2 separate regions of the Mus musculus genome follow, and region 1 is linked to region 2. A link is a contact called in public promoter capture Hi-C data. All regions are on one chromosome and are shown on one strand. Each heading gives the region's core, a stretch centred on a gene start, on an enhancer-like site or on the middle of the called end of the contact. The rest is flanking DNA. Distances are from core to core; before and after follow the strand shown. Region 1 holds the start of Nrp1 (neuropilin 1). Region 2 holds the start of Tomm20 (translocase of outer mitochondrial membrane 20).

What was found. Promoter capture Hi-C pulls out the DNA fragments that hold promoters and counts their contacts.
Region 1: a promoter capture Hi-C map of embryonic stem cells shows a contact between it and region 2, with 3 times the contacts expected there. The contact joins the promoter of Nrp1 here to the promoter of Tomm20 in region 2. A contact is called at or near these places in 2 of 39 promoter capture datasets (embryonic stem cells and hippocampal neurons) and 1 of 115 datasets of contacts at active chromatin or transcription factors (astrocytes).

What each region holds. Positions count from the first base shown.
Region 1 is chr8:128,357,213-128,361,313 of GRCm38.p6, reverse strand. Nrp1 (neuropilin 1) reads right to left here and starts at 2,241. Exons shown (of 17, transcript NM_008737.2): 1 at 1,682-2,241. The coding sequence starts at 1,754. A930035F09Rik (a long non-coding RNA gene) reads left to right here and starts at 3,077. Exons shown (of 3, transcript XR_879381.3): 1 at 3,077-3,933. It overlaps Mir1903 (microRNA 1903), which reads right to left and starts at 2,073; the gene lies at 1,994-2,073.
Region 2 is chr8:126,943,590-126,947,949 of GRCm38.p6, reverse strand. It overlaps Tomm20 (translocase of outer mitochondrial membrane 20), which reads left to right and starts at 2,029. Exons shown (of 5, transcript NM_024214.2): 1 at 2,029-2,346. The coding sequence starts at 2,226. It overlaps LOC115486982 (a long non-coding RNA gene), which reads left to right and starts at 2,353. Exons shown (of 2, transcript XR_003947623.1): 1 at 2,353-4,353. LOC115487043 (a small nucleolar RNA gene) reads left to right here and starts at 2,970; the gene lies at 2,970-3,103. It overlaps Rbm34 (RNA binding motif protein 34), which reads left to right. Exons shown (of 11, transcript NM_172762.3): 11 at 1-778.

The sequences.
Region 1 (4,101 bases), core at 992-3,491, 1.4 Mb before region 2:
GCCAGCCCTGGCCACCTCAAGCATAGCAATAAGGTTTCAGTTGAGTGGAGTCCAGATTCTCAGCATCCCCCACATTTCTGCTAAGAAAATTAAAAAGTGTGTGTGTGTGTGTGTGTGTGTGTGTGTGTGTTGTTCAGTACCACACAAGTCTTAATGCTCTTCACATTGGTTATTATGACCATCTTTTGGGTACCCCAACATGGCTCTAACCCAGTGTTGTTCTCTATCTGTGGGTTTCAACCCCTTTGGCAAGCCTCTTTCTCCAAAAATATTTACATTACGATTTATAACAGTAGCAAAACTACAGCTATGAAGTAGCAACAAAAATAATTTTATGGTTGGGGGTCACCACAGCATGAACTGTACTAAAAGGGTTGCAGCATTAGGAAAGTTGAGGGCCTCCACTCCATCCTTACGCATTATGAAGGATAACCGTTTGAGTTCTAAACATTTGAGTTCTTTCTGTTAGAGGAAAAAGATATTTCATTCCCTGCCAGAGTATAGAAGCACTCCACCAACTCAGGTTCATTAACAAATTGAACTCCACATTCATGATTTTTTGAGTGTTTGGCTTCCCTTCCAGAGTATATAGGAAGATGCCGCCAACTCGAATTCATTAATAAATTGAATTCCAGCCGTGTTCACAAAAATTTTGCATATCTTTTGAGAACACTGCTTGGTACCTGTTGGGGGAGATCTATAGTTGAAATCACAAAACCTGGGGAAAGCACATTAAGGAGATTAACTTCTATCATAAAGGAGTGATTTAAATTCTTCCTGGTAGAGCCCTCCGCTCAGCTCTTATTAAAACAATATACTACAATAAGTGGTAGATGCACTTTTCTCCTAATTACTTTGATTGAAATCTGAGCCAGACAAAGTAAACATTTAGCTATTAGTTAATAATAATGATGAAGATCTACTGTTCCGATCAGCCCTTGCCTAGCCTTCAGCACCTTTCCAGGGGACGTGGAACACATTTGTACCAGATCCCATTTTAAACACACTCTTTATGTTCCAAGGCACTGTTTATACCCAGGACTGCCTTTCATTTACTTAACAGTGAGTGGTTTTAAAAGCCAACTGGAAGCTGCAACAGGGTTACGAATTCTCAGACACGCTGGTACCTCACACTGAATAGATCCAAAGCCTTTATTGACAGTGCGACTTTCATTCATACTTCAGACTGATCACAGACGGTTTACAAAGGCAGCGGAGAGTTCCAGCGCCAAGACTGACCGCTATCTCTCTGTGTCGCCCACCAGAGGAAACCGAGCAGGGGTGTTTTGAGGAGAACCAGGAAGTCCTCCCGGTGAAGTGTTCATTAACTCTCAGCAGCCATCAGATTTTTGAAAGGGAGTCTCATTTAATTGCCTCTGGGAGGAAACATTATTAAGATAATTGGTGTGCTGATCTGGGAAGGTAGGCAGCTCTGTCTCGAAACAGAGGCAGGAGAAGCCAGCAACCAACTGGAGCAGGGGGCCGAGGGTTTGTGGTCCTCCTGCCCCAGACGCCCTGACTTCTCCGTTCCTTGCGCAGGCAAGTTTCCTGCGCCCGGCAGCCGTGCGCGCGTCCCGTGGCTGGGGCTGGAAGTCCCGTGGCTGGGGCTGGAACCCCTTCGCCCGAGGGGACTCGGCAGCCCCGGGCACTCTGGTTGCTCCCGTCTCCGGCTGTCACTTACCGCTGCGGAAAGCGCCCGCCAGGGCGAGGGCAAGGGCGAGCGTGGCGCACAGCAACGGCAGCCCCCTCTCCATCCTCCTTCGCCAAGCCAGTCCCCAGGCAGCCGCAGGAGAACACGATTGCGCGGACGAAAAACCAGCAAACGATAATCTTAACAATCCGAAACGCTCTTAAGTCCGCCTAAGAACCAGAAAATCCTCAGCGGGTCTTGGCGGGGAAGGCTAGCGGCGAGGCAATGCCTGAATTCGCGAGAAGCGCTTTTCTTTTTGTGTCTCAAGTCGCCTGCATCCTGTCATTTAGCTCCGATTTCCTCTCCCTTTTCCCACACTTGTTCCTCTTCCAGGAGCCACTGCCCGGGCCATGTCTCAGGAAGAAGAAGAAGGAGGAAAAAAAAGAGGGGAGGAGTTGCGAGGAGGAGGGGAGAGGGCGGGCGACACACCAAAGCCAATTTCTAGAGGGAAAGAAAAAAAAAATCCCGCTTGATTCTGGACGGGTTGGAGCCGAGGAGCTGGCGCCCAGAGGAGGTCCGGGTTGTCTGCGGGAAGGAGAGAGAGCAATGAAAAGATGAGCGGGAGAGCAAGGACTTTCTCCACTGGCACCCGCCTCTCTCTCCGACCTCCCCCTCCCTCCCAGAGCCCTTCCCTCCCTTCCTCCCGCCCCCTCCCCGCACAGCTCTGCCAGTGATTGCCTGGCTGGAGATTCAGAGACACAAGTTTCTCTCCGCGTGCTTTCCCGGTTGGTCCTCTGGGCTCCCCCCTCCACCCCACCTCCGGGTACCCTGCTGTGCTCTCCGCGGGAAGAAGGTCACTAGGGAGCAGGTTGTCTGCGCCCAGAGCGCAAGGTCACGTATGTGTGTCAGAAGGGGCAGTACAAGTGGTACCAGCCCCAGTGGCAGGCTAGTCTACCTTGACGAGATCTCTGCACCCCAGAACTGAACTAGGCTGCTCGTGTAGGCGAGGATCCTGGAGTCAAGGAGTTCCGAGAGACCGGGGTTAGCTGCTACTTCACGGAACTCCTAATCCCTAGGTACCGGCGCCCCCGGAGGCGTGGATCGCGCTGTCAGTCCCCGCTTTCACTTCCTGGGTGTCAGCCTGAGGTTTGGGGCAGGAAGCAGTCGGGCGCTCCAGGACGCTCCGAGTAGGACTTAGACTAAAAGAAGAACGCCTTGGTTGTTCTGCGAGACACGCTGTTGATCTTAGAGAACTGTGACCCAGTCTGCCACGTAAAGCATAGGCAGACTTTCTTAGAGCACGGACCCTGGCTGCAGCGGAACAAGGTCTCCTCGCCGTGCATAAAGGCGAGGATGGGTACCTGATACCCCCATCCCCACCCCTGACGCTTCAGGCTGCATTGTTCCCCGAGATTTGGTCCCCTCTTCTTTGGGGTTACATGAGCTCGGAGGATGGATGGTGGCGCGCCTTTCAGCTAGGGGGCAGCCGCCAACAGTCGCAGACCAGCCACGTAGAACTCCAAGAATCTGAATCAGGGGTCGAGGGACCCATTTCTGTGCACACCGAGGGAAGGATAAGACTGGCAACGACCCCTTGTGAGGGTGACAGGATGATCTTTGCAAGGGTCTCCTAGTGCCAGGTTTAGATTACAGGCAATTGTGTCTACTGATCCTCCAGCCTCATACGCCACCCACTTACGAGGTGCGTCCCTGGTGTCTGCCCAGTGCCTCCCCTCCCCCATGTAGTCCGGTTCCATCCTCGAGGGCTTTCCGAGAACTGCAGCAGGTGGCTTTGGTTTATGAATAGCAAGGACACCCAGGGACATAAACTGGTTGAGGCTTCTGATCAAGTACATATACCGGGCTCAATGACCTCCGAAGGAGCTGGTGGGTAAGGTGAAAAGGTCATACGCCTTCTGGGAAGTGGCATTTATAGACATACTGCCACCACAGAGACTGACTCCTACCTGGTACAAGGGGTTGCAAAGATTTGGGAATGCTGGCAAGGAGACTCTGGTCAAAGGTTTTGGCTGAAAAACTAGGGTCATTCAGGGAGAAAGATCGCTCAGGACACTGGTGCCCTAGGCCAGGACTCTGCGTTGGATGTCTGGGCTGGGCGCTGAATTGAGGCTTGTCCGTTGTGCGGATCTCCCTCCTGGGCTCCCGCGCAGGACCCACTGGCTCCAGAGTCCAGCCTTCTTTCCGGCCCTGGTTACCAGCCCCGCCTCCAACGCAGCCTCTCCCTCCCTGCCCCACCGCAGCGCCAACCCTGCGTGCAGAGAGCCAGCCCCGGAGCGCCCCCGGTTAGTCGCCCCTAGCTTCCTCTTTGGTTCTCCGACCCTTTGGAACTCCGGGTGGGTTGGTTGGGCGTGCCAGAAGGCCGGGAGTCAAACGCCTGAGTCGAGCGGAAGGGGCAGTCGTGAGGCCGTTGGCCCTCTGCAGGCAAGGTCTAGGCGATAGCCGCGCCCAGG
Region 2 (4,360 bases), core at 780-3,279:
TTCCTAGTACCCACGTCAAGCAGTTCACAACTGTCTGTAACTTGAGCTCCTAGGTCCAACTCCTCTAGTCTCCCCAGACTTTGTGCACTTTTTCACTAACATAACCTACACACACATATATACAAGTAAAAAATAAAAGTGTGGGGCTGGAGAGATGGCTCAGTGGTTAAGAGCACTGACTGTTCTTCTAGAGGTCCTGAGTTCAATTCCCAGCAACCACATGGTGGCTCACAACCATCTGTCCGATGCACTCTTCTGCTGTGTGTCTGAAGTCAGCTACCGTGTACTCACATTAAATAAATATTAAAAAATAAATAAAAGTGTGTAGCTTTTACAGCAGAGAAAGCTCTATTTCCTGTATCCAAGACTGGATAATTTATGGTTGGTTTTCCTTACAGTATTTAGAACCTTTTCAGTTAAATTTCAGCAATTTTACCTGATCACTCTGGAGCATTTTTGCATAAACTATATAAAGATGTAACATTAGATTGTGCGTGCATATATAATCTATGTACAACTTACAGCTCCTGTGAGTGAGCAGGTTATATACATGCATAGATGTAACTTTATTTAATATGTGTATGATGTGAATGTGGAGGCCAGAAGAAAACTCTGGAGTTTTCTCCTTCCAAAGCATGGACTCACTCAGCCATCTCACTGGCCCTAGATACTTTGGAATTCGGTACTGTGTAACTGTTGAAATTCCTCCTTTAGAATGTGTGTGCTACTATGATTGTGTAAATCATTAAAAAATGTATTTTGTAGGAAATTTTCTAAAGATGCTTAGTGTAATTTCTTGGTACGTTCTATCTGATAAAATACTTAATAGCCACAAGACTATGTATATAAGTGGTCAAGAGTGGATAGAAGTTGGCTTTGTTATAAAAGTGCTGGCTAAGTACTGATTAGTCATGAGTATGAAACATTTTTTTCTTGTAAACTTTTTTTCTCCCTTAACATAGCTTCAAAAAATCCTTAAAGGGGCTAGAGAGATGGCTCAGCAGTTAAGAGCACTGGCTATTCTTCCAGAGGTGCTGAGTTCAATTCCCAGCGACCACACGGTGGCTCACGACCATCTGTAATGCTATCTAATGCTCTTTTCTGGTACGAAGGTGTACATGCAGGTAGAGCACTCATATGCATAAATGAAAAAAAAAAGCATTCTTACAATGAGAGGTGCAGGAAAGGCTTGCATCGGCTACCTCTTATCACTGTACCCAATTCTCAGAGACTGCAGCATAGCTTGTCACTGTCCCAGGTTTCGATGTTTCCTCAGTGAAGGGAGCAGTTGCTGTACCAGACTGCCTTTCCTTCAAAAGCCAGCCACAAGTGTGGTGGGTGGGTTCGAGCATTAGTAACGAGCTGGTTGGGAATCTTGATGGGGGTTGTGGAGGAGGGAGAGAACGACAAGACTGCAGTTTAATGACGGCACAAATCAGGGCCACCCATAGACTTTTTTTTTTTTTTTTTTTGCCCTTCTGCATTCCTTACAGGTTAAATTTTTTTGAACGAATTAACCCATTTTTCTTCTCCGCACCAGGGCTACATCATAAAATTATTTTGCAGTCAATCATTGTGTCTAATCTCAGTCACAACGCAATTTACAAAGCAAATACTGCCAGATCAGGCGGCTCAGGTCTTCCTTTAAAACCACAGCTCAGAGGATGAGGCAAAAGGATTGCAGGTTCGAGGCCAGGGCAGACTACACAGCAAGTTCCAGACCCTACTATGCTACAAGGGGAGAGCCCGTCTCAAAAACCTAAAAAGCAAACGCATGCACTTCAAGTCACAGGCTTCCTGAAGGACACAGTGAGATGAGATGCTGTTCTCAGCCGGCTCCCACCTTCGTCTTTCATTAGCAAGGACAGTGGATTAGAGGCTTCTGACTCAGCACGCCACAAACACGTGCTGCCCCTGACCCCCTGGTCACGGGATGACGCACAAATCCTTCTGCAGTGCACGCCCCGCCCCCAGCTTGGCGTCTCAGCCGCGCAGACTGGGTCCATCTGCGCGTGCGCACCAGGCGTTCCCGCGCAGGCACCGCCGCGGACAGCCCGCCGCGGACCTTCCCCCGGGGTCCTCGCGCGCCGGAAGTCCTCGCGCTCGGCCTTTTCCGTCTGGACTGGAGGCAGGCGGCTGCGAGCGGCCGGCGTGCTCCGATCGGTCGGAGCTAACCGCTGCCAGGCGGGCTGCCGCGGCCCGGCGTACGCCCCAGTCGAGCGAAGATGGTGGGCCGGAACAGCGCCATCGCCGCGGGCGTGTGCGGTGCCCTCTTCATCGGGTACTGCATCTACTTCGACCGCAAAAGGCGGAGTGACCCCAACTTCAAGAACAGGCTTCGAGAACGTGAGTGGGCCCCGCGCGCCCCCGAGTGCTCCCCGGCGTCGCGCTCTTGCGGCCAGGGTCCCGCCTGTGCCCGCGGGCCTCCATCTTGGAGGCGACCTGGCTCCATCTTGCTGGCGGTGGAATGCATGCTGATTCGGGGGAGGGGTAGCACTTTTTTGCCTTTCCCCAGCTCTGTAATTCTGGGGGATGGGGGGTGGGAGACAGGTCTTTAGCTCAGGTTAAGGTGGTTATCCTCCAGTTTCAAGGTCTCACCACGCCCAGCTCCATTCCCCCCCACTCAACTTGTGTTGAAGACAGGGTCCTCCTGTGTAGCTCAGGCTGTAACCCGCGCTAGCCTCGACCTCGTGGCAGCCAGCACCACCACCACCTCCCCAGCCCCCCGCTTCAACCTAGTGCTGTGATAACAGGCACGAGCCTTTCTCTATAACAGTCACCGTTGAAAACAATCATTCTTTATGTGTGTTTACGACAGGGGACTGCTGCAGTTGGTAGGTCGGCTTCGAACTCTTGGTGCCTCTCATTGCTAGCTTTTCAGACGGGTGCCTACCCCGAAGGCGGTGGTGCTCTATTCAGCAAACCCGTCGACGGTGCTGCCCCAGCACTAGCACAGTGGGGTGTCGTCCTTGCATTCTTAAACCCTCTTGGCAGCTTTGCTCTGGTGCTTCCAAGATATGAGTGAATGCTAGACAAAGTGCGGGGGAGTCCAAAGGGCTGCGCTCCTCACGTGGCTCAGTCTTATTTCATACCTGCGACATCTTCAAAGAGTTTTACCGGAGGGAAATCTTGGCACGCCTTGGGAAGTCATGGACATGTGATCCACCCATGAATTTACAGAGACTCTTTATTTTTCAATATATAGTCTGAAAGCACATTTGTTGGAATAATCTGGCCTTTTTTGTTTCGCTTTCTTGGGGGCTGCAGTCAGTCAGTTACTCCATTCTCTCGAATTTCTAAATGAGTTTTTTAATTTTTCGTAGTTATATATGGTCGGAGACTAATGAATTAGACGTACATCCTTTAATACTCATTATAGGACTTCCAGGACTTTTTGAGCCCGTAGGCCCCAAGTAGCCTCATCGTTTTCTTCACGTGGGGAGATAAGGAGAGTGTGTTTTTGTCCGATGGCTAGGTAGAGTAATGCGAAGAATGCATCTTGGATTTATAGACTGCGTTTTGGGGACCAGATTGCGTACTGACCAGCAGCATTCACTAAAAATCTCCTTAACTGTAAAGTACGGTGGTACAAGCTGCCTCTTGTTGGTTAGGTGGGATAAGTACTTGACCTACGGAAGGCTCCATAAATGCGGACTGTTAAGTGTGACTTTTGGGTCCACAAGTCTACTCAGTGTCTTGGGGCTGTGGGTCTACACATTGGGAGACAGCTAAGCAGGCTGATTGATTCCTTTGGAAAGCCTTGGTGGAAATCTTGAGAAAGTGGTTTTGGTTGAAGAAATAAGTTGTTTCAGGAAAATTATGGTTGTTTAAAACTTTTGAAGCCGGGCGTGTTGGTGCACGCCTTTAATCTCAGCACTCGGGAGGCAGAGGCAGGCAGATTTCTGAGTTTGAGGCCAGCCTGGGCTACAAATTGAGTTCCAGGACAGACAGGGCTACCCTGTCTCCAAAACAAAAACTTTTGAGGCAAGCTCACTCTGCAGACCTGTCTAGCCTGGAACTCAGAGATAAACCTGCTTCAGCCTCCCAAATGGTAGGATTAAAGGCGCGGCAATAACGCCCTGCAAGGGTGTTCTTTTCAAAATCATCTTTGCAGTATTAACTTTTTTGCCCTTCCCGTGATTGAATCCATGGCCTTCTGCAGCCTAGGCCTTCCGCCTCTGCTCCTCCCTGTGGCTTTCTGTGCTAGACTGCTTGTTTTCTCCGCTTGCCTTTAGTCAGAACCAGTTGATTTCAGTGACTTACTGACTGCAGCAGTGACAAGAAGGCAGAGGGAAGCCACACTTCAGAAGTCCTTGGTACTGTTGCTGATCGGTAATTAGTGAATGCTACAAGGTTGGTT